Regions from separate parts of the Sus scrofa genome. Here all the other regions are linked to region 2. Evidence: chromatin contacts called from public Hi-C data. All regions are on one chromosome and are shown on one strand. The core of a region is the stretch at or near the end of the contact, and the rest is flanking DNA. Distances in the headings are between cores, read along the strand shown. Region 1 overlaps ENAH (protein enabled homolog). Region 2 holds the start of ISCA1 (iron-sulfur cluster assembly 1 homolog, mitochondrial). Region 3 has its middle 24 kb from the start of HNRNPU. Region 4 overlaps ARHGAP12 (rho GTPase-activating protein 12). Region 5 overlaps JCAD (junctional protein associated with coronary artery disease). Region 6 overlaps CNIH3 (protein cornichon homolog 3).

Evidence for each region. A called contact is a pair of places that touch in the nucleus more often than the background predicts.
Region 1: a contact with region 2 is called in a Hi-C map of omental adipose tissue, with 7 times the contacts expected there. The contact joins the enhancer-like site here to the promoter of ISCA1 in region 2. A contact is called at or near these places in 4 of 47 Hi-C or Micro-C datasets (embryonic fibroblasts, omental adipose tissue, retroperitoneal adipose tissue and 1 more).
Region 3: a Hi-C map of fetal skeletal muscle shows a contact between it and region 2, with 20 times the contacts expected there. The contact joins the enhancer-like site here to the promoter of ISCA1 in region 2. A contact is called at or near these places in 8 of 47 Hi-C or Micro-C datasets (embryonic fibroblasts, epiblast stem cells, fetal skeletal muscle and 5 more).
Region 4: a Hi-C map of embryonic fibroblasts shows a contact between it and region 2, with 10 times the contacts expected there. The contact joins the enhancer-like site here to the promoter of ISCA1 in region 2. A contact is called at or near these places in 5 of 47 Hi-C or Micro-C datasets (embryonic fibroblasts, mesenteric adipose tissue, omental adipose tissue and 2 more).
Region 5: a contact with region 2 is called in a Hi-C map of retroperitoneal adipose tissue, with 6 times the contacts expected there. The contact joins the enhancer-like site here to the promoter of ISCA1 in region 2. A contact is called at or near these places in 5 of 47 Hi-C or Micro-C datasets (embryonic fibroblasts, mesenteric adipose tissue, omental adipose tissue and 2 more).
Region 6: a Hi-C map of omental adipose tissue shows a contact between it and region 2, with 9 times the contacts expected there. The contact joins the enhancer-like site here to the promoter of ISCA1 in region 2. A contact is called at or near these places in 5 of 47 Hi-C or Micro-C datasets (epiblast stem cells, mesenteric adipose tissue, omental adipose tissue and 2 more).

The regions. Positions count from the first base shown.
Region 1 is chr10:13,567,264-13,570,874 of Sscrofa11.1, forward strand. The region is part of intron 1 of ENAH (protein enabled homolog); the gene reads right to left. Among named protein-coding and RNA genes, the nearest start is that of ENAH, 40 kb to the right of the region's middle. Within about 2 kb of position 1,393, at least 24 of the 83 cell types and tissues checked have an H3K27ac peak or open chromatin away from gene starts, as enhancers often do. A contact at or near this core is called in omental adipose tissue, retroperitoneal adipose tissue and subcutaneous adipose tissue, where this site is marked.
Region 2 is chr10:29,064,414-29,067,796 of Sscrofa11.1, forward strand. ISCA1 (iron-sulfur cluster assembly 1 homolog, mitochondrial) reads left to right here and starts at 1,722. Exons shown (of 4, transcript XM_003357702.4): 1 at 1,722-1,928. The coding sequence starts at 1,770. LOC102160368 (a long non-coding RNA gene) reads right to left here and starts at 1,698. Exons shown (of 2, transcript XR_001304283.2): 1 at 1,492-1,698; 2 at 1-1,301.
Region 3 is chr10:17,519,264-17,522,831 of Sscrofa11.1, forward strand. No RefSeq gene overlaps it. Among named protein-coding and RNA genes, the nearest start is that of HNRNPU, 24 kb to the left of the region's middle. Within about 2 kb of position 1,653, at least 4 of the 83 cell types and tissues checked have an H3K27ac peak or open chromatin away from gene starts, as enhancers often do. A contact at or near this core is called in fetal skeletal muscle, where this site is marked.
Region 4 is chr10:42,546,949-42,550,343 of Sscrofa11.1, forward strand. The region is part of intron 3 of ARHGAP12 (rho GTPase-activating protein 12); the gene reads right to left. Among named protein-coding and RNA genes, the nearest start is that of ARHGAP12, 29 kb to the right of the region's middle. Within about 2 kb of position 1,438, at least 29 of the 83 cell types and tissues checked have an H3K27ac peak or open chromatin away from gene starts, as enhancers often do. A contact at or near this core is called in embryonic fibroblasts, mesenteric adipose tissue, omental adipose tissue and 2 more, where this site is marked.
Region 5 is chr10:40,968,286-40,971,574 of Sscrofa11.1, forward strand. All of the region lies in intron 2 of JCAD (junctional protein associated with coronary artery disease), which reads left to right. Among named protein-coding and RNA genes, the nearest start is that of JCAD, 59 kb to the left of the region's middle. Within about 2 kb of position 1,631, at least 6 of the 83 cell types and tissues checked have an H3K27ac peak or open chromatin away from gene starts, as enhancers often do. A contact at or near this core is called in retroperitoneal adipose tissue, where this site is marked.
Region 6 is chr10:12,776,653-12,780,160 of Sscrofa11.1, forward strand. All of the region lies in intron 3 of CNIH3 (protein cornichon homolog 3), which reads left to right. Among named protein-coding and RNA genes, the nearest start is that of WDR26, 22 kb to the left of the region's middle. Within about 2 kb of position 1,954, at least 13 of the 83 cell types and tissues checked have an H3K27ac peak or open chromatin away from gene starts, as enhancers often do. A contact at or near this core is called in omental adipose tissue and retroperitoneal adipose tissue, where this site is marked.

The DNA.
Region 1 (3,611 bases), core at 143-2,642, about 15 Mb before region 2:
ATCTGAGCATCAAATTATCAGGGAATGGAAAAATCAAGATACATTTACAAAATTAATTATATGAAAAAATTCCAAACGTTTATGAAAAGCATTCATTGTGAAATAGGGGGAAGGCTTATATTATGAAGCAAATGTGATAAAAGCAGAAAAGAAATTCTATAAACACAAGCCAAACTGTACATCAAAACAAGACTCAAAGGAGGTTTACAATGGGTTTGCTATGGTGACGGTATTTTCTTTCTGTTTTCTGCCCCGTGAAACCAAGCAAGCTCATTCTTATCTCAAGGCCTCTGGACCTAGTGTACCTTCCATCTGGAACGCTCCTCAGCGCTCCAGGACTGCCTCCCTCATCTTTCGCGTCAACTCAAACTTCAGCCCCTAAGAAAGACCGTCCCTCCTCCCTCCGCCTTTCCCCACCACACATTCTTTGCTGCTTTGCACTTATTACAACCTGAGAATAACTGGACTACTGATTTACTGGTACACTCATCTTTTTCCCCCATCCCCTATTGGAATGTGAGGCCCCTGAGTACAACCTTACGGGGGCTCCCTTGTATGTTATTGCTGCTTTTAATTTCCCTTTGTATTAACTGCTGTCAGTGTGATTAGCAGCGTCTCGGCTGCTTCCCCTTGGGTTTATCCTGTACAGAACTCTACGTGCTTCCTGAGCCTGCTGACTACTTCCTTTCCCAAGCTAGGGAAGTTTTCAGCTATCATCTCTTCCAATATTTTCTCAGGCCCTTTCTCTCTCTCTTCTCCTTCGGGAACCCCTATAACTCGAGTGTTAGTGCGTTCAACGTTATCCCAGAGGTCTCTTAAACTGTCCTCATTTCTTTTCATTCGTTTTTCTTTTTTCTGTGCCACGGCAGTGATTTCCTCTACTCTGTCATCCACCTCACTGATATGTTCTTCTGACTTAGTTACTCCATTACTGATTCCTGCCAGAGTGTTTTTTATTTCCATTAATCCATTCTGCAACTCTGTCTGGCTGTCCAGTGTATTTTTCCAACTCTTTGCTTAAAACTTCTTGTAACTTCTCACTCTTTGCATCCAGTCTTTCCCTGAGATCTTGGAGCAGCTTTAGGAACAGTACTCTGAACTCTTTATCAGACAGATGGCCTATCTCCTCATCACCAAGTCCTCCTCTGCCCCCTCATTCTGTCAAATTTCTGTATGTACTTTTATATATGTGGTGAGTTAGCTGTTTCTTGACTTTGGAGAAGTGGGTCTCTGTCCTATGCTCCCAGCAGTGCACTTCTCTCTCATCACCCAAGGACCAGCTGGTTCCAGGGTCTGCGTTTGTGGTTTTGGTCTGTCTACAAGCTGCTGCATTGTAGCCTTCTTCCTTCTGGTTTCTGCCTCATAGTGGGTGGGGCTGGTCTAGAGGCTTCCGCAGGCTTCCTGATGGGAGGGGCTGGTGGTTGGCCACTGGTGGGTGGAGCTGGGTCCTGGCCCTCTGGAGGAGGTGGTGGGTTCAGGAAGTCTTCAGGCAGCCAGTTTGCTGAGAGGTGGGGCGGTATTAGCTGTCTGGCCTGAGATGTTGGCACACTGTAGCTTACAGGCTACTGGTGGGGCCAGGTCTTGGGGCTAATGATCCAAGCAAGAGGCCCACGCCAATGAACACTTGCTGATACACCAGCTTTTATGACCCCCGAGGGAGCCACAGCGCCCCCGCCCTCCCCAAACCAACAGGTAGGTCTGGCTCAGGCACTTATGAAGTCACTGCTTTTGCTGTTGGTCCCAGTGCACATGAGATTGTGTGTACTCCTTTGAAGAGTTTCCCCCAGTGCTGTGGAGCTCCTGCAATTAGGTCCTGCTGGTCTTCAAAGTCAAATGTTCTGGGAGTTCATCTTCCCAAAGCCAGACTCCCAGGCAGGGGAGCGCGATGTGGGTTCAGAACTCTCACTCCTGTGGGAGAGCCTCTGCACTGTAATTCTTCTCAGTCCCTAAGACCACCCACCCGCGGGCCAGGGGATTCACGGGTGCGCCCCTCCTGCTGTCTCGTCGTGGCTTCTTATGTCTTTAGATGTAGAAGCTCTTTTTTGGCAGGTTTCAGTCTTTCTGATCAACGTTTATTCCAGGAATTAGCTGTGATTCTGGCGGTTTCTAAGAGGAGGCGAGCTCAAGGGCCTTCCAGTCGGCCGAGCTGAAAGATTCCTCGGGACTCTCACCTCAAAGGATGGGCCGCTTCTTTATCTACACAGCTCTGGGCCAGAGACCTGTACCTGGCAGTAACAATGAATACTTGTGAAACTAGTCAATATCTATTAGTTGACTGATTAACCTGTTCTTTTCCATAATTTGTCCCTTTTCTATATTTTTCTACTTTAATTGTTAAAGATAAAATACTTCAATGGGCAAATATCACTTAAAGCCAAAGAAAATATAACTCTGTGGATATTCCCTAAGGAAAAACCAAGGGTATATAACAAAATCACTCATTAGAAATCCTTCCTAATAAAGGACAATGCTCTAGGACACTTTATAGCATACCGCATCCATTTTCAGAAATTTAGGGACACGTCTCAAATTTCTGATTCCCTAAGTTCCTTAAGAACCCTTCTTCCAACACCAATCCTCTATGCTACCACCCCAATGTCCCCCCACCCCCACCACCACAAAAACCCTTTGAGTAATTTTTTTTTCTTTTTTGGCTGTCCCTTGGCATGTGCAGTTCCCGGGCCAGGAAACAGATCCAAGCCACAGTCGCAACCTAAGCCAAAGCTGCAGCAAGGCCAGATTGTTAACCCACCATGCCCAGCTAGGGAACGGAGTTATTTTAATAGAGTTACACTTAAGGCATGAGAATTATTTCAGAGCTCACTGCAGTCAATATGCTAATATTAAATAATGTTGAGGCGACAACAAAAAAGTAAATAACGTTCAAGAAAAGTTTAATTTTACTCATAAGTGAATTTCAAATTAAAATACACTAGAAAAGCAGCCTAACTATATTTACTCTTCTGTGGATCTGTAGTTGAAATGCAGTTTCACAAGAACCTAACTATACATAGCATCTGCAACTATATTTATATTGTATCCATATATAAAAACTGAACAGAAAAATATCCTTTCTGAAGAGAAGAGCTAGTTGAGATGTTCAAGAATCAAAAGTGGAACCACCCTTTAGAGGGAATAATATTGAAACTGACAGGACCCTGTGGGGCTCCTGGGCACAAGCCCTCTGTGTTCCCTATTTCTTACTCTTAGGGAATAAGCTTCAGCCTCCACCACCCTCCCTGCGCTCCAAAGAGTAGGTTCAAACAGTTGCTCATCAGAGAAGGGAGGGGATGCAGAGACAACAGTGCAGCCTTGGGGCGGGATCCTGGTTCCTCCTCAAGGAATATACATAAAAGTATCTTTGAGTTCTTCTGCAGAACTAAAACCTGCCACAAATGAAAACAAGAGAGGAGGACCACGGAACCAGGCCTGGGGCCACTAAACACCAACTTTGAAGAAGAATGAAAGCTTCTACCTATTCTGACCCTTATCTGTGGCCCTGTTTTCTCTCCCAAACTATAAAGCAACTTCCTAATCTCTCCCAAGGGAGGGCACAGTCTTTAGGGCATTAGCCTGCTATGGCCTCCTTTGCCTAGCAAGCAGTAATGCTA
Region 2 (3,383 bases), core at 472-2,971:
AGAATTAGGCAGAAAGTAGAGTTTCCTTATGCCCTGCAGTGCACCAATCTCCACCACCGTCCACATCCGGCACCAGAGTGGGACATGTGTTACAATCTATGAATCTCTACATGGACACATCATTATCACCCAAGTCCACTGTTTACATTCAGATTCATTCCTGGTATAGCACATTCTACTGATTTGGACAAATGCATAATGACATTGTACCATACAGAGTGTTTACACAATTTTATGGCATCTCTAAATATCCATTAACGGGAGTTCCTGTTGTGCTCAGTGGCAAGAAGATGCGGGTTCTACCCCTGGCCTGGCACAGTGGGTTAAGGATCCATTCTTGCCTTGAGCTGTGGTCACAGACATGGCTGGGATCCAGCATTGCTGTGGCTGCAGCCTAGGCTGGCAGCTGCAGGTCTAATTTGACCCCTAGCCTGGGAACTTCCATATGCCACAGGTAAGGCCCTAAAAAAAAAAGCAAAAAAAAAATTATCCATTAATAATTAGTAGTGGTGTTTAATCTGCACCACATCTGTAGGAGGAAGAGCAGGAGAAAAATGCCCTATACCAGATCAACCAGCTAGTTAAAGATGAAGCCGAGAGACATACCACACTACCGTCGCCTAATCCCAGTTTCCTCTGTGCACCGTGGGGCCTGGGGAAATAACCATTCTCTTAATGTCAGTGTGATTGCATTTCAACAGCAGAGAGACAAGTGATGTAACGAAATCTAACTACAATCCTGTAGGCTCCAAGGGGCCTAAAACACTAAGCTCCTCTTGTAGGAGGTTGGGGATAGTCATTGGCCTAGCCCCACCCCGCCCGCCCCCGGCCGGGCATTAAAAAAACACTTCACTGATTAGTTCTTTCCTTATCAAAACAGAACTGGAATTCCTCCCCAGCACCACTCCACAGAACCTCCTCCCTTTCCCCCTTACCTCTAGCGCTTCCAGGAGAAATGCCACCTTTCCTCATGGTCTCCCATCTTACCCCCCTGCTGCACTTCTATCCTACCAGGATCTCATTCTCCAAACCCTCTATTTACCAGGCTTCCTGTGTATGCCCGGGTATACTGCAGGCTGCACAGTGCATGCGACTCAGGAATATTTGCTGAATCAAAAGGCAGAAGCACCTGAGTACCCAAGATCTAACAAGCAACATGTATTCAATCTAGCTATTGACTGGTACTTGCTATAAAAGTATTACCAGAGCTGCCCGGTCACATCTCAGAGTAAGACTGTGTTCCAAATTCAGCACCCGAAGAGAACACTGCGTTAGTACCGTCTTTCAACGTCCCAAACAGCCTGTGGAAAGAGGGAGGGGAGAAGGAGAGGTTGTTTATCGAGAATCTGCGGTAATTCTACGCCCTTAATAACTCCCTAGCTGGACCAAAAAGGAAGACAGACGTGTACTACGTCTGGGCCTCGGAACCACTCTGTCCTTGAGAGCACCAGCCGGTGGACTTATTTGCGTTCTTAAGCGGCAGCGCCGCACCTTGCTCCGCAGGCAGGTAATGGAACTACGCGCTTTCACAGTCCACAAGTCGGAGCTAACTCCACATGCCCTAATCTGCACGGAGACAGCGCACTGAGACCTTGCGCAGAGGGACGACCTTTCCCTCGCCCCCTGCGCCCCCACATCACGTGACCACTGCCCGGGCGTCCGGCCCCGCCCTCCGGCCATCACTCACGCGGCCCGCCCAATGGCCACGGCGAGGGCGGGCCCGCGCAGGGCGGGGCCTCGGCCACCGTGCGCCGGAGCCTGTGGCGTCAATGCGCCAGCCGTGTCCATGGAGAGAGGCTGAGGTGGCCGAGCTCCGGCCCAGGTACCGGGTCGCCGGGACGGCGAAGATGTCCGCTTCGTTAGTCCGGGCCACTGTCCGGGCTGTGAGCAAGAGGAAGCTGCAGCCCACCCGGGCCGCCCTCACCCTGGTGAGTGGCCAGGACGCGCGGTCGGGCCCGTGACTTTGGTTCCCCTCTGCCCCCGCGAGGGGGGTGGCGGGGCACGGCCGGCCGACGTTGCCCTGGTCCCCCTCTGCAGCCGCCGCTTCGCCGCCCCCTCCCTTCGGAACTCGTCCCTGCTGGGGAGATAAACAGGCGCGGGAGGGGCTGCTCCGCGGGAGCCGGGAGCCCGGGAACTACGTTTCCCAGCAGGCCGTGCGCCGCCGCGTAGAGGGGGGAGGGGGCGCGAGCTAGGCGCCCAGCAGTCAGCCGCGGTGTTCTTGGAGCCTGGGGCAGCGGAGGTCTTGTAGGGGCTAGGGTGTAGGTTATTTAGAGATCTGTGTGTCAGGTGCCGGGGTTAGCTGGATGAATGAACCTGGGTAGCTGTCCTTGAGGCGCTTGGGGAGAACCTTGGCTAGCCGAAGTGTGAGTGCGTGAGCGCCGGTGAGAGCGCAGAGGTGACAAAGCCCACGCTCTGGCGAAATCAAGACTGCAGTGCATAAAGGGTTACTTCCTGGTGTCTACGGTGGAAGAGAGTTTTTGAAACGCACTCTCTGCTTCCAGCGGTGTTGGGCCGTGGTCACGTCTTAAAAGGGACAAAGAAGGATACATTTCCGCCCAGAGTGAGTTTATAGTGTTTTTTGGGTGAAGGGTCAAACATTCAAAGGGCACCAGCATACGCGCTGCAGATAAAGAATTTACTACGCGTGCTGGATCATCGGCGTACTGCGCCGTGTTTTTTTCTTTTTCTTTTTTTTTTTAAGCTAAGGGAACATTCACATAAAATGTACCATTTTAAAGCGTTCGATTTGGTGGCATTTAGTACATTCGCAGTATTTTGCCCCCGTCGCTTCTACGTAGTTCCGAAACATCTGTACCCGAAGGAAAACCCCAGTGTCCATTAACCAGTCACTATTTGCGTTTTGAAAGATTTATTTCATAGGAAAGCTAATGATCAGTTCAACATTCTTTTCACACACACACCCCACTCCTGATTAAGGAGAAGCTTTTGTGTAAGCACTCCAGTTCCTAAAGACCGGAAAACAAATTATATTGAATCATAGATTCTGTTTCATCTAATGCCACAAGAAAGTCTGTTGCCAGAAAATTAGTTGTAGCAAAGCAGAAGAAAGTCGTGATCAGGTGGGCGAATTTATTTTTATGGTGGCTCACTGTTTTAGGTCCATAAGGAAGTTATACTGTTTGTATATGATATTCTACATTCCTTTTTTCTGTACCACCAAGCCTGCTTCATGTCATGAAAGATCATCAAATCTTAGAATTTTCCAAGGTCTTGAAATAAGAACTAGTTGGCACTACTCCTAGTTTGTGTCTCCTTTCAGTCACAGTTAAAAGATTTCTGAATCAAAAGAATTCTACCAGTTCTAGTAATGGTAGTGCCAGGAAGAGTCAGAAAGTGTGGCGACACTTTTTTTGCCTTTTCTT
Region 3 (3,568 bases), core at 403-2,902, about 12 Mb before region 2:
ATTTCCCTTCAGATTCAACCTACACAAGTCAAAAAGTTCGGACTCAGCCCCAATTCGTATCCCATTCTCCCCCCACCCCCAAAAAACCCCTTGAATTCCTGGAACTTGGGCTAAATACTACCATTAAGAGGAAACTGCATTCACCACATTTCCATGAGAAAAGGCAAAGAGAAGTAAGATAAATACCAGGATTCACCTTGGATCTTTTCTTACTGATGTGTCAGTTTGCGGCAGGACTTAGAAGAATAGGAAAAGATGTCACTTGGGCTCTTTGGGACCAAATACACTTTTTTTCAAAATCATTTTAAAAGTAGGATTTAGGAGTTCCCGTCGTGGCACAGTGGTTAGTGAATCCGACTAGGAACCATGAGGTTGCGGGTTCGGTCCCTGGCCTTGCTCAGTGGGTTGAGGATCCGGCGTTGCCGTGAGCTGTGGTGTAGGTTGCAGATGTGGCTTGGATCCCGCGTTGCTGTGGCTCTGGCGTAGGCCGGTGGCTACGGCTCCGATTAGACCCCTAGCCTGGGAACCTCCATATGCCATGGGAGAAGCCTAAGAAATAGCAAAAAGACAAAAAAAAAAAAAAAAAAAAAAAAAGTAGGATTTAGTGATTTCTTCGGTGCATTTGAAAACAAAAGTAAATTAAAGAATCCACTGGACTCTGAAATCTTCCTATACATTAATAATTTTTATAGTCTCTCTAATGGAAGCATCCAGGAATCATTTTTGTTTTTGTTTTTCTTTCTTTTTAGGGCTGCACCTGCAGCATATGGAAGTTCCCAGGCTAGGGGTCGAATTAGAGCTGCAGCTGCCGCCTATACGTCACAGCCATAGCAACGCTAGATCCGAGCCACGTGTGTGACCTACTCTGCAGCTTGTGGCAACAACAGATCCTTTAAGCCACTGAGCGAGGCCAGGGATCACGCCCAAATCTTCATGGATACTAGTCAAGTTGGTTACTACGAGCCACAATGGGAACTTAGGAATCATTTTTATATTGTAATTTAATTCCTTGTCATTCATGTTCTGTTCCTTTTTCGGCTGTCCCATGGCGTATAAGGTTCTTGGGTCAGGATCAGATCCGAGTTGCAGCTGCTGCCTACAACACAGCTGTGGCAACACTAGATCCTTTAACCCACTGTGCTGGGCTTGAGATCAAACCTTCCACTTTGGCGCTGCAGAGATGCCACTGATCCCCTTGCGCCCCAAGGGGAACTCTTCATGTTCTTTTCATGTGGCCTCTGAGAGTTAAAAAACTATCCGTGTTCTTAGGTGCAAAGCGGCGAGCTAAACAATTCTAATTAGATGTGCAATATATTAGGCACTGTCGGCCAACTGGTCATGTTTAGGAGTTGTGGTTTTCAAGATTACACGCAATTAAGTTATTTGTGAAAATGATACGCAAATATTCACGCCTTCATTCAGGAGTACAAACTTTGGTACTGGAGACTAGGAGGGAGCCTGAAGCGCTGGGGTTTTTGGAGCCCGGCTCACAAACATGAACAGACGTAAGGCAATAACGAGGCAGACAGTGTGCGTGATGGGCCCTTGTCCTCTCTGGGGACCACGCGGCAGGACCCAGGAGACCGTGGCAAACACGCTTGAGGACAACCCCGCGCCTGCGCAGTTCGCTCCACAGCTTCCCAGCGATCCACACCTGCTTCTCTCACATACATGTCCCGGGGCTGGAGAGCTGTGGCTTGTCAGAAACACAGTTCCACTTCTTTCACACTGAGGGGTATTCCGCCCCGCCCTTCGCCCTACTTCCACCTTTTTTGGCCGCCCTGCAGCATATGGAGTTCCTGGGCCAGGGATCAGATCCAAGCCGAAGTTGTGACCTAAGGTGCATCTTAGGCAACGCCAGATCCTTAACGCACTGGGCCGAGCGGGGATTGAACTTGCATCCCAGCACTCCCAAGACACTTCAGATCCTGTTGTGCGACAGCCGGAACTCTGAGACAGGGATTCTTGACAGATGAGTCAGCTGTCAGATGTCTGCTTGCTTAGGTAACATCATTTTCTTGGACACAGTAGTAAAATATTTTAAAGGTATGGCACGTGTGAACCCAAGTTCATCTCCTCTCTCAGGGCAAAAAGATAGTCCATGCACACCTGGAAGTCTAAAAGCCCTGTCTGCTCTGCAGTTTTCACTTGTCATAAGCAGAGCTAGCTTCATCTCAGGCATGTAATGGTTCTGTTACTGGGGGCAGCTGTATTTACTTACTTGAAATTTTTAACCAGGCTCCACATTACAAGGGGCCCAGTTTGACATGGGTCTTATGGTTTTTGTTGGGGTTTCATTTAGTATTTGCTCATTTGCGGATAAAAGAGAATAAACATTGGGAGTTCCCTTTGTGACTCAGCAGGTTAAGAACCCAACTAGTACCCATGAGGATGTGGGTTTGATCCCTGTCCTTGCTCGGTGGGTTAAAGATCCGGCGTTGCTGGGAGCTTTCTTGTCGGTGGCAGATGCGGCTTCGGATCCCTAGTTGCTGTGGCTGGGGCGTAGACTGGCAGCTGCAGATCTGATTTAACCCCTAGCCTGGGAACCTCCATATGCTGCAGGTGCAGCCTTAAAAAAGAAAAAGAATAAATACTAAGAGTACAAACTACCTTTAAGGTAGTAGTTACAAACAGAGGCTCGATCAAGTTCAAATCTAGGGCATGAATACTTCCCAGGCGGCATGTTTCTCACTGGGCCACATCGAAGGCACATAACACCTCGTGGCTTTTGTTGTATGTGCGTGTGTGTGTGATGACAGTATCTATTGTCCGATACTATCAACCTGTATGTCCCTTATAAAGTTCCCACCAGCTCTTCCCTATGGTTTTAGCCCCCCTTGGTAATCATTTCTTAGATTCTTTATTCATTAGGGGTTTCAAAATTGGCAATATTTTCAATTGTGTCATTCCTTCTTGATCGGCAGAATCTCTTCTCACTATTTGACGACCCTGAGAGATAGTTCACATAGGAAAGGCAGAATAAGTGTTTCCTTTATTTTTATCTACCTATTTTTGGAATAAAGAGTCGTTTCCTTCACATCCTTCAAAGGTGACCCAGGAGTCTATTTTTGGAGCACTTACTATGAACCGGGGATATGATCATGCTTGATGTATCTCGATATGCTGCAGTTATTTACTTGTTTAGTTGATGCTCAAACCACCCCATTTTCTGCCAGTGCTCCCGTGTCCTTCTGACACCACCTCTTTGACAGCTTCCTTGCTTCCGGTGCAACAAGATGTTCCAGGGGTCAGAGGAACAGATGAAATTACATCAGCCGGAAGCCATCAGCAAAAGTTAGAATGAGAAACCCTCCAGGACAAACTACTCAGTTTCTTCAATGAAAAATTGCAAGAGAGAAAAGAAAGAGGCCATGAAACCCATAGATGGGAAGAGACTGGGAAAACATCACAAAAATGCAAAATATGGACCTTGTTTGGATCCTGATTTTTTTTTTTTTTTTTTAATTTTTTGACCACCCCTCAGCATGTGGACTTCCCGGGCCAGGGATCAGATCACAACTGCAGTGGCAACCTACACTGCTGTTGTGGCAACAACAATACTGAATCC
Region 4 (3,395 bases), core at 188-2,687, about 13 Mb after region 2:
TAGTTTAAACTTGAAATGACCAAAAAACTTGCTCCTCTGATAAAGATACTGCATATAACGAGTCCAGTTTACTGGGGGGAGGGGGGCTGCCAACCTGAATTTTCTGATTTTTTGACTCAAATTTTGAAATCTCTATATTGCATTACAACATTTTATCCCCAACTCCACCTTCCTAGTAACATTCTTCATAAAAATTATGCTGTGTCAATGGTCATGGCACTTCTGGATGACTGGTTTCCAAAGAGAAACACGCCATCTGTGATGGGACATTTATCTAGGTTTCCCCTTCCCCTTCCACGTATTTATGGGTAAACAATAGTCATCATTAGGGAAGCATTTAGCATGTCTACTCCGTACCAGGGAACCATACTAGGCACCTGATACACAGAGACAAACAGGATATGGTAAAGAGCTTGGCCTTGGAGATGACAGGCTGACTAGTGAGAAGGAGACGATCACACATGTGATGAGTACAACAAATGTAAAGGACAAGGCACTCAGGAAGCTTACGATGAGAGGACACCCCAAGAGAAGCAGGGCACTCTGGAAGCTTACAATGAGTGGACACCCCGAGAGAAGCAGAACAAGACCGTAAGAAGTCAGGACAACAGACACTCAAAAACTCATCAATCGCTTCCAGTCCTAGGAAAAGGAGGAAATGTACTTTACCTTATTCCCGTCACTACATATAAATAAAAACACTGATACAACTAGAGATTCTCATACTAAGCGAGGTAAGTGAGAAAGAGAAAGACATACACCGTATATCACTTATATGTGGAATCTAAACTATGGCATAAATGAACCTATCTACAAAACAGAACAGACTCACTGTCATAGAGAACAGACCCGGGGTTGCCGAGGGGGAGGGAGTGGGATGGATGGACAGGGAGTTTGGGGTGAGCAGGTGCAAACTATTCCATTGAGAATGGATAAGCAATGAGGTCCTACTGTACAGCACAGGGAACTATATCCAATCCCTCAGGATAGAATGTGACGGAAGATGGGAATGTGTATGTATGCATGACTGGGTCATGCTGCTGTACAGCTAAAACTGGTACAACACTTTTTTGAAAAGGGAAATAAATAAATAAAAACACTGGACATAATATATAAAACAAAAAGAAGATAACTCTGAAAGGCAGAGAGAAGGTAAACCAACTGTGACCTCAGGCCTCCATGAACAACATGCTGGTGTGTTCTCTGGGTTTACTCACACACTCAGGTTTGAAGGGGGAAGTCGGCAACCCAGAAACACCAAATGGCACAGACCAAAAAAGCCCCAACAAATCCCTGCTCTAGACTGAGCAGAAGAATCAGAAAAGCAGAAGGACAGCAAGACTGAAAGCTTTTAGATATCCCCACTCTACTCCAGCCAAAGGCCACAGAGCAAACCAATGATTCCACCCACACACCACCAGCAGTGGTGAGCAGGGCTGTAACAAGGCACCCCAAAACCCCCACAAGGGTGATGTCAGAAAAGGCAGAGGAAGGAAGCAGGGTAGTCACTGAGAGACAGTCACAAGACTGCCCCCCCAACCCACACAGAGGAGGCTCAGGAGAGAGTCAGAGCTTTCAACACTGCCAAGTGCCAAGGAGGCCATTCTCTAACCCTGATGTTAGCCATGTGGGCCAAGTAATGAGACACTTCAACCCCTCCCAGCCAGGAAGGTAGCAGACAGATTTCCTGCGGAGCCAGACATTAAGGAGGGAAGCTCAGAAAAAGCCCAAAACAAGGATACTTGAAGAATTTAAACCCTCTGGTACCTACAACTACATCAAACACTAAACACAGTACAATTTCTAGCCAGATCAACAATGCACACTAGAGGCCTATTTACTTACATTCCTATTACACAATAAAAAATGGCTCTCAATTAAAACTACAAGGCCTGGCAAAAGGCACGAAAAAAACATCTAAAGAGCTAAAGCTAACATCAGATATGCCACAGACGTTGAAATTATCAGGCAGGGAATTTAAAATAACTGCTATTAATATTTTAAACACTGTAAAGGAGAAAGCAGACAACATGCAAGAACCAGTGAGTAATGCAAGCAGAGTGATGAAAAACGTAAAACAGAATCAAAAAGAAATGCCACAAATTAATATCTGTAACAGAAAATGACTTTAATGTGATGATCAAGAGACTGGACACACCTGGGAAAAGAACTGATGAGCTTGAAGATATGTCAATAGAAATTTTCCAAACTGAAAGCGGGACAAATTACCAAAACCAACACAGATGTCAAAACACCAAAATTCCATACTGCGGCATATAGAAATTCCCAGGCTAGGGGTTGAATCGGAGCTGGAGCTGCAGCTGCTGGCCTACATCACAGCCATAGCAACACCAGATCTGAGCTGCATCTGTAACCTACACCACAGCTTACAGCAATGTCAGATCCTTAACCCACTGAGAGAGGCCAGGGATTGAACCCACGTCCTCATGGATACGAGTTCATTTCCGATGAGCCACAAGGGGAACTCCTTCTTTTCTTTTTGTTGGCTACCATCTATCTATCCGTGAAATGACTTCCTCCTCCTTCTCAGTCTGTGTGGCTTTGGGAGGCCGTGTGCTCTTGGAATGGGCAGTTGTGGTATCCCTCACCTCGCCAGTAATAATACATCAACTTTCCGGCCAGAGTGAGGGGTTCAGGGGTTCTTTCTTCAGGGACTGATGTGGGTGCTGGGTGAAACATGGTCTTCTAGGATCACAGGGGCTGTGGATCACGGAAAACTGGAATTCTTCCATCTTTTTAGGCCTATATGTAGGCCTCCTTCACCCCATGTGAAAACATTCTCTGGAGTTCGGTCCCTGGCCCAGGGAACTTCCATATGCCGAGGGCAATTCAGGGAAGTTCCCACTGTGGCTCAGTGGTAACCAGCCCAACTAGTATCCATGAGGATGCAGGTTTGATCCCTGGCCTTGCTCACTGGGTTAAGGATCCAGCATTGCCACAAGCTGCAGTGGAGGTCACAGATGCTATAAGGAGTTAAGAAGAGGTCTGGCTAGAAAATCTAATAAAGAATTCTCTTCGTGGCTCAGTGGAAACGAATCTAATACCCATGAGGACGGCAGGCTCAATCCCTAGCCTCGATAAGTGGGTTATGGATCCAGCACTGCTGTGCACTGTGGTGTAGGTCGCAGACACGGCTTGGATCTGGTGTTGCTGTGGCTGTGATATAGGCTGGCGGCTACAGCTCCAATTCTAGCCCTATCCTGAGAACTTCCATATGCCACAGGAGTGGCCCTAAAAAGACAAAAAATAAAATGAAAAAAACATAGAAAATCTAATAGGATTTTCGAGTTCAGGAGAGGCTGGGAGCCAGGGCTTTACACACAGGGAATTTAAGATGACCGCAACTGGGAGAACACAGGCCGATAGCGTACCTA
Region 5 (3,289 bases), core at 381-2,880, about 12 Mb after region 2:
GCAAAGTGAGGGCCTGCTTCACGCCCAGGGCGGTAGAGGCTGGTTTGTGGCTTCCAGTCAGAACCACCGCTCTAGTGGGGCAGGGGTTGTCATGGGTGGGGCAGGTTCCCCCAGGATGGGGAAGGACTTGAGCTACCTGCTCCCTTCACAACTCCCCCTTGTGTCCACTGCTGCCTTGGTCCCTGAAAAGCACGCCCACCATGGATTTTGGAAGAGGGAACTTGTAGATGAGATGGTTGGAGCATTAGGGCAGCCTGTGTTGCTACCGAACAAACTCGTGCCTGATCCTACGGTGCCTCCGTGCTTCTAGTCCCTTGGCTTTCAGAGAACGGAGGCTGTGCCTTGCTGCTCCCCCTGCTGTGTTCCCTACAGAGCTTGCTGCAGAGCAGCTCACACAGCGGGCTCAGTATGTGCCCGAGATTCATTCATTCATTCATTCCTCCACACTTGTAACAGCTTTGAGAGGCAGAGGATTTAGTTTCTGATGAGGTGAGTGGCCATGGAATCCTGGTGAATGTGTCACATAGGCTCTGTCCCAGTCTTAAAGGGCTGGATCAGGAGTTCCCATTGTGGTTCAGCGGGTTAAGAATGCTGCTAGTATCCATGAGGACGCGGGTTCAATTCCTGGCCTCAGTGGGTTAAGGATCTGGCGTTGCCGCAAGCTCTGGTGTAGGTGGTGGACACAGCTTGGATCCCGCGTTGCTGTGGCTGTGGCTAGGCCGGTGGCTGTGGCTGTGGCTCTTATTTGACCCTTAGCCTGGGAACCTCCATGTGCCATGGTATGGCCCTAAAGGAAAAATGAATAAATAAATAAAGGGCTGGATCAGAGATTGGAGTTGGGTCCCAGGTGGGAGGCAGTAGAAGCCACTTTAGAATTCCCTATGGGCAGTGAGGCTCCCAACCCATCCACAGCTCACTGGGCCCCCAGACCTGTGAGCAGCTTGCTTTCCGTCGTTAGTGAAACACTCAGATGGTTTAGGTGCAGCACTGGGAAGTCTGCATGCACACGACAGAGTTCTGACAGATCTGGCCATACCCCCCTACCGCCCGGCACTTCTGGCTGGTTAGTTGGCTGGTTACTTTGGGAGCTAAGGAGAAGTTTTGGGGACGCAGGTCGCCTTGCAGGGTAGAAAGAGAAACTGCATACATGTTTGCAAGGATCCATGCCAGCACCTAGAGCTTCAGAGACCAGATGCCCTGTGTCCTGGGTTGAAATGGAAAGATGTTTTCTTTCTTTAGTGACCAGTAGATGACAGGAGGCAAATGGAAAGTTAGATGGGAGGAGAATTATTTTTTCTCTTTTAGAAGAAAAGTGCTTTGAGAGGAAATAAATAGGTGCTTGTAGTTAAAGCTTAAAAATGTAAAGAAAAAGAAATCCATCCAATTCTTTGGCTGGTGGGGTTTCTGACTCTGGATGAATCTGTGGTACTTGGCCATGTCCCAGCCTTCCATCACTGGACAGGGCGGCCGTGGTCCTGCAGCCTGGCCTGGCCCCCACAGTGACGCTGCCGGCTAGGCTCTAGGTCTGGAGCCGGACATGCAGGGTCCACATGTCCTAAGTGGGTGAAGAGGCTGCGCTTTGATCTAGATGGGGCCTTGGATGCCCTATGCAACCCCAGCACCCCGGGGTGACTGGTCTTGCCTGCTTGGTGGGTTAAGATCCACCCTTGAGCGTGTCTCCTCACCACAGGCCAGCCATCAGTGCCCTGTGCACAGCCGGGCAGGGTGGTGGTCAGAGCAGTTTGGAAAGCCACGGGGGCCAAAAGGGAACTGGCTAGGATGGCGGGGTGGAGGGGGAGTGCAGGGGGAGGGGCAGCAATGTCCTTATTTCATAGCCAAGAGTGTGAAGCCCAGAGGGTGGCAGTGACTCTGTAAGGGCCACTTGGTGCCACCGTGGAGAAAAGCCCAGCCCAGCTGCACTCTCCTGCCCAGTTTGAAAGGGGTGCCTTTTTTCTGAGCTCCTGTCCTGCCTTCGCTAGGACCCGGTCACTTCCTCCCCACCCTGCCTGCTTGCGTTTGCACCTCTTCCTGTCTGGGGAGCTGCCTAGGAACCGCATCTGTCCTCCCAGATCAGAGCCATGTCATAACGCCGACGCTACCCAGTGCATGCTGGCCAGGGCCACACAGATGGGCAGTGTCATACATCATCTGGGGCGTGGCTGGAACATCAGGATTCCTGGGTGAGAATGATAGGACTTATTTCCCACTGATAATTAGCATCATCTTAGAACAGAGTATCTTAAAAAAAAAAAAAAAAAAAAAGAATATGGACTTGGAGCCATGACTCGGTTCCCAAACTTGCAGGGTCCACGTTTCCTAAGTGGGTGAAGAGGCTGTGCTTTGAGCTCTCCCGGTCGTCAGGTCACGTGACTCTGAGTTCTAGGGATGAGAGAAGGGGGAGGACCAGCTGACCTTGCTGAGAAGTCTTTTGGCCCAAGTGGGGAGACCATTCTCGTTTTGCATAGTTTATCTTTATCTTTTTGTTTTTAAGGTTTTTTTGCATAGAGGGATCATTTTCTAAAGCTCTGTCTGATGTGTGGTGCTGTCTGTCTCAGGGCTGGTAACTTGATGAGGGTGCAAGGCCCAGATGATGGGCTGGGAACCCTGACTGCAGCCCTGCTGCCTGCACCATCGACCCCCAGCTCTCTCATGGGCCCTGCAGGCCTCCTCCGGCCCCATGCACACCCCCTCCTGTCCCCAGGTGCCATCTACATGGAGCCACCTCGGGCTCCCTGCTCTGACCCACCGGGAAGCACCGGACTTCTCCCCCATCCCCACAGGAAACCCCCCTCGCCAGCCGGCTTCCTTGGTTTCCAGTTGAGATGCTCTCTGCCCCAGGCTCCTGAGCACCTTCTCCTGGTCCCCAGGGCTTCCAGCTTCCTGAAGCCGACACCACTGCTAATTCAGCTCTGGGTTTGCGCAACCTATTAGAGAGTTTTGCATTTCTTAAACACTCACACATTTTTGTAATGTGAGTTCATTGGAGCAGACCTAGTACGTGTCAGCCAGGGCAGCCTGTGGGTGCTGAGCATTCCGGGTCATTGGCTGGTGTGGGATGGGAGAGGTGGTACAGTTGGTGGCTTCCTTGAAACCTGCTGACCTTGGGGGAGCAGCGAGGAGGGGGAGGAGGTAAAGATCACAGGCTGTGCAGACCCTCTGGGCTGCCTGGTCCCTGCAGGAATATTTCCCCCCTTTGTGGGTTCTCTGTGTGTCACCTACATGAGGCCGCAGGCTGTGTGGGGCTGTCACTGCGCCCGAGCCCAGCCATGGGCAGGACCTGGGAGCCTGG
Region 6 (3,508 bases), core at 704-3,203, about 16 Mb before region 2:
AGCTGTGGTGTAGGCCGGTAGCTGCAGCTCTGATTGGACCCCTAGCCTGGGAATCTCCATATGCCGCAGGTGTGGCCCTAAAAAGACAAACAAACAAACATATAGTGTAATAGTTTGGACTGAAAGGAATTTTGGATCTCTCACCTTTCCAGACAAGGTAACGGCAGCCTAGGACGGTGAGGCGTCTTATCCGGGGCAGACAGGGGGTTGCTCTCAGAGCTGTCTAACAGCCTTGGGTGACTTCCATGGTGGTTCTCCTGTTCCCAGTCATACTGCCTTTAGTTATTGAAAGGAGGTAGCAAAGTGGTGACATGATGACTTTTTTAAAGCTAATAGTCCATATTTAAAAATTGGGAGATTAAACATAAGAATCTGGACTCCAGAGTTTCTGTTGTGGCTCAGTGGTAATGAACCCGACTAGTAGCCATGAGATGAGGCTTGGATCTGGCCACAGCCACAGCTCCAATTTAACCCCTAGCCTGGGAAATTCCGTATGCCACACATGCAGGCCTAAAGAGAAAAAATAAATAAATAAATAAAAAGAAGAAATGGGACCTTTCTCTCCCTTTGCCCCATAGTGGAGCTATTAAAAGTGAGATTTGTTTAGACACGGAGCCAAGTTGTCCAAAAGATTGTGCATTAAGAACTCGTCAGGAATCCCACTGTGGCGCAATGGGTATGGTGGCATCTCTGGAGCGCTGGGACACAGGTTTGATCCCTGACCAGGCACACTAGGTTAAAGGACCTGGCATTGCTGCAGCTGTGACATAGGTTACAACTGCGGCTCAGATTTGATCCCTGGCCCAGAACTCCCTATGCAGTGAGGCAGTCAAAAAAAAAAAAAAAAAAAGAACTCTTCATATTGTTCATTTTCATCTAAGATCTATCTCTAACATTCTTGGTCCTGTTGAAACATTTCAGTGTACAAAAACACTGCAGTGTTAATACCCAAGAGAAAAGCCATTACAATGTGTATGCTGGTCATTATGACCAGTGTTTTTTTTTTTTTAAATAAACTATTATTAATCAACTATAATAGAAAAAATAAAAATCTTAAAAGAAAATAAACTATGATGCCCTTCATGCCAAAAATAAAAGAGAAGGAACTCTTCATGTTGACTTTAGGCAGAATGATCTTGAACTGTTCAACTGTGATCTGGTCATCATGGCAGCAAAACTATCGGGGAAAAATCAGGACTCAGGGTCCCTCTGCCATTTGCCCAAGTGACAGTGAAACTGCGTGAAGGAAAAGTGCTACGTTATTCTGAGAAATCAATGACAAATAAGCAACACACCAAATGTCCCATACTTAAATGGTTCCTTGAATACATGGCTCATTTGTACTTGTGCGTTTTTTTTCGGGTCTCTGCTTCTAGCCATCCTTCAGCCCTACCCGTGAATATTTCCCCTTTGAAGCCAGGAGGCTCCATGAAGGTTAAAAATAATTCAGCTCTATTGTGTTGAACTTAATTGAAGTGTCATGAACCATCTAGAGAGCAGGAGAACCAGTTCTCTCTTGTTGCTATGGGTTTAGCCTGTTTACTTTCCTGGTACCTGTCGGTCCGAAGCTTGGGTTGGGAGGCCGGGTGAGGAATGTGTCCTCTGGAGTTTCGACAGGCACAGCTATTTGTCACGGCCTCAGAAGCTGCTTGGCCCCAGGTAAGGAAGGCTGCCCTATGGGAGGGATAATTACGGTCAGCGAGCCTGAGCTCTCAGCTCGGCCTCACGCTGCCCCCACACTCATGTCTGATTCAGGAAGTCTTCTATTTTTGTGTGTTCACATCAACAATTTCCTCACTCGCTTTATCGAAGGGAAACAGACTCGGGTGCTGGTGAGGAGAAGAGATTCTGAATCAGGCCTTTTGCCTGGCCGGGTGCAGGGCTTGGAAGAAGGCTTAGGTAGAGGGAGGAGTCACTGGCATCAGGATACCGTGCACATGGCAAAGCCAAACACCGCCGCCCACCTCCTCTCTGACTCACCTGCCCGCAGCGTGATTACGCTGGAGGGGGCGGGCGGCCAGCAGGCGTGTGTGACGGGGAGGTGGGGGGCCTGAGTCCTCTCCTTTCCTAGGGGACCCTCCCATTGTTGTTCTGGTTCCAGAGGAGACCTAGAAGCCTGGGGATCTCAAAATACACTTTGACCCGCCAAGTCTGTCCTGGACGTGTGAAACCCTTCTCAGTTGAGTGGCTTATGCGGTAGAACAAGTGTTGGATAGCCAGACTTTTCAGGGATAGGGAAGGCTTTTTGATTTATGGGGCTCTAGTGGGTCCAGAATTAGCCAGGAGTCACAGAACAATAACTGAGTTCTCCTTGAGGTAGAGAAGCGCGGAGTGGGTTAGGATGGAGCTCCATGGTCCTTGGCTTAGTGTGGAGGGTATTGCCTTTGAAACAGTCAGACTATGGTTAGCGTTATGAGAGATTCTTCCTGTTCCATATGAAGGATAATGGAAAAAAAACAAAACAAAACAAAAAACCAGCCCTCAAGCCCTTCAATTGCCATACCAGTGCTGGCCACATCAAAGCAGCAGTTCATATGCCAGTCACAGTAAATTAACATGGATCCCAATATAAACATTGCTTTATCTCTTTTTATTTTTAAATGAAGCATTTGGCTTGTATATGCTGTTTGAAACTTCAAACATCATGCGTGGTCATATTTCAATATGAACACTACCCATGTTTGAATAATAGCTGGCATTTTTATTATGTGTATGGCACCACAGGTGTATCCTTTTAAATTATGTATATAGCATTTAAGGTGTATACTGACTTAAATAATTACTGTTGCTTCATGCGGCCTATATAGGATGTACCAAATTAGCAGATGATGTCATTCAAATCACATAAAAAGTCACCTTAATCTGCCTGTCCAAATTCATGGAAATCACAAGTCTTGAGAAATGTTGAAGTATCAGCGACATTGTCCAGGAAGTGTCAACCCCTTCTTGCCTTCTCCCCTCTCCGTACCACCTCCTAACCCTTCCACAAGCTTGGCATCATCACTCACAGTGAAGTTCCACCCACGAAAAGCCCCATTATGTAGTGGGTCTGAACCCTTCCCGGGACCCCTGGCCAGAAATGGGATGTGGTCCAGGGAACAGCCTAGACAAGTGCCAATTGGGACACGTGGCAGGGATATCCTTCCTTGTTGACAGTCTTCACCTGTGCCCTCCCCAGGGAGAGGAGCCTTGGTCATCGTCTCCTCCTCTCACAAGCTGTGCTGGAACTGCTTTGATTCCCCCTTTCAGCTGGGTTGGTGCCATGGGCATCGCCTGGAGTCCTCCACAGTGAATTGACTCCACTAGAGCCCTCTGGGTTGTGCCAGCAGGGCGGTTGGGCCCTGGAGGCAGAGCAGCGTAACTACCCCTGGGTGACAGCCTGAAAATTGTGATGGCAGAGGCTCCACCCTCTGTCCTCAGGCACGAAGGGTGGATGTTTTCCAGGCCAGCAGCTCTAGACAACAGCCCATGAGACCTGGTAGAGGAAGTAATGTGAGGAGGTCAAATC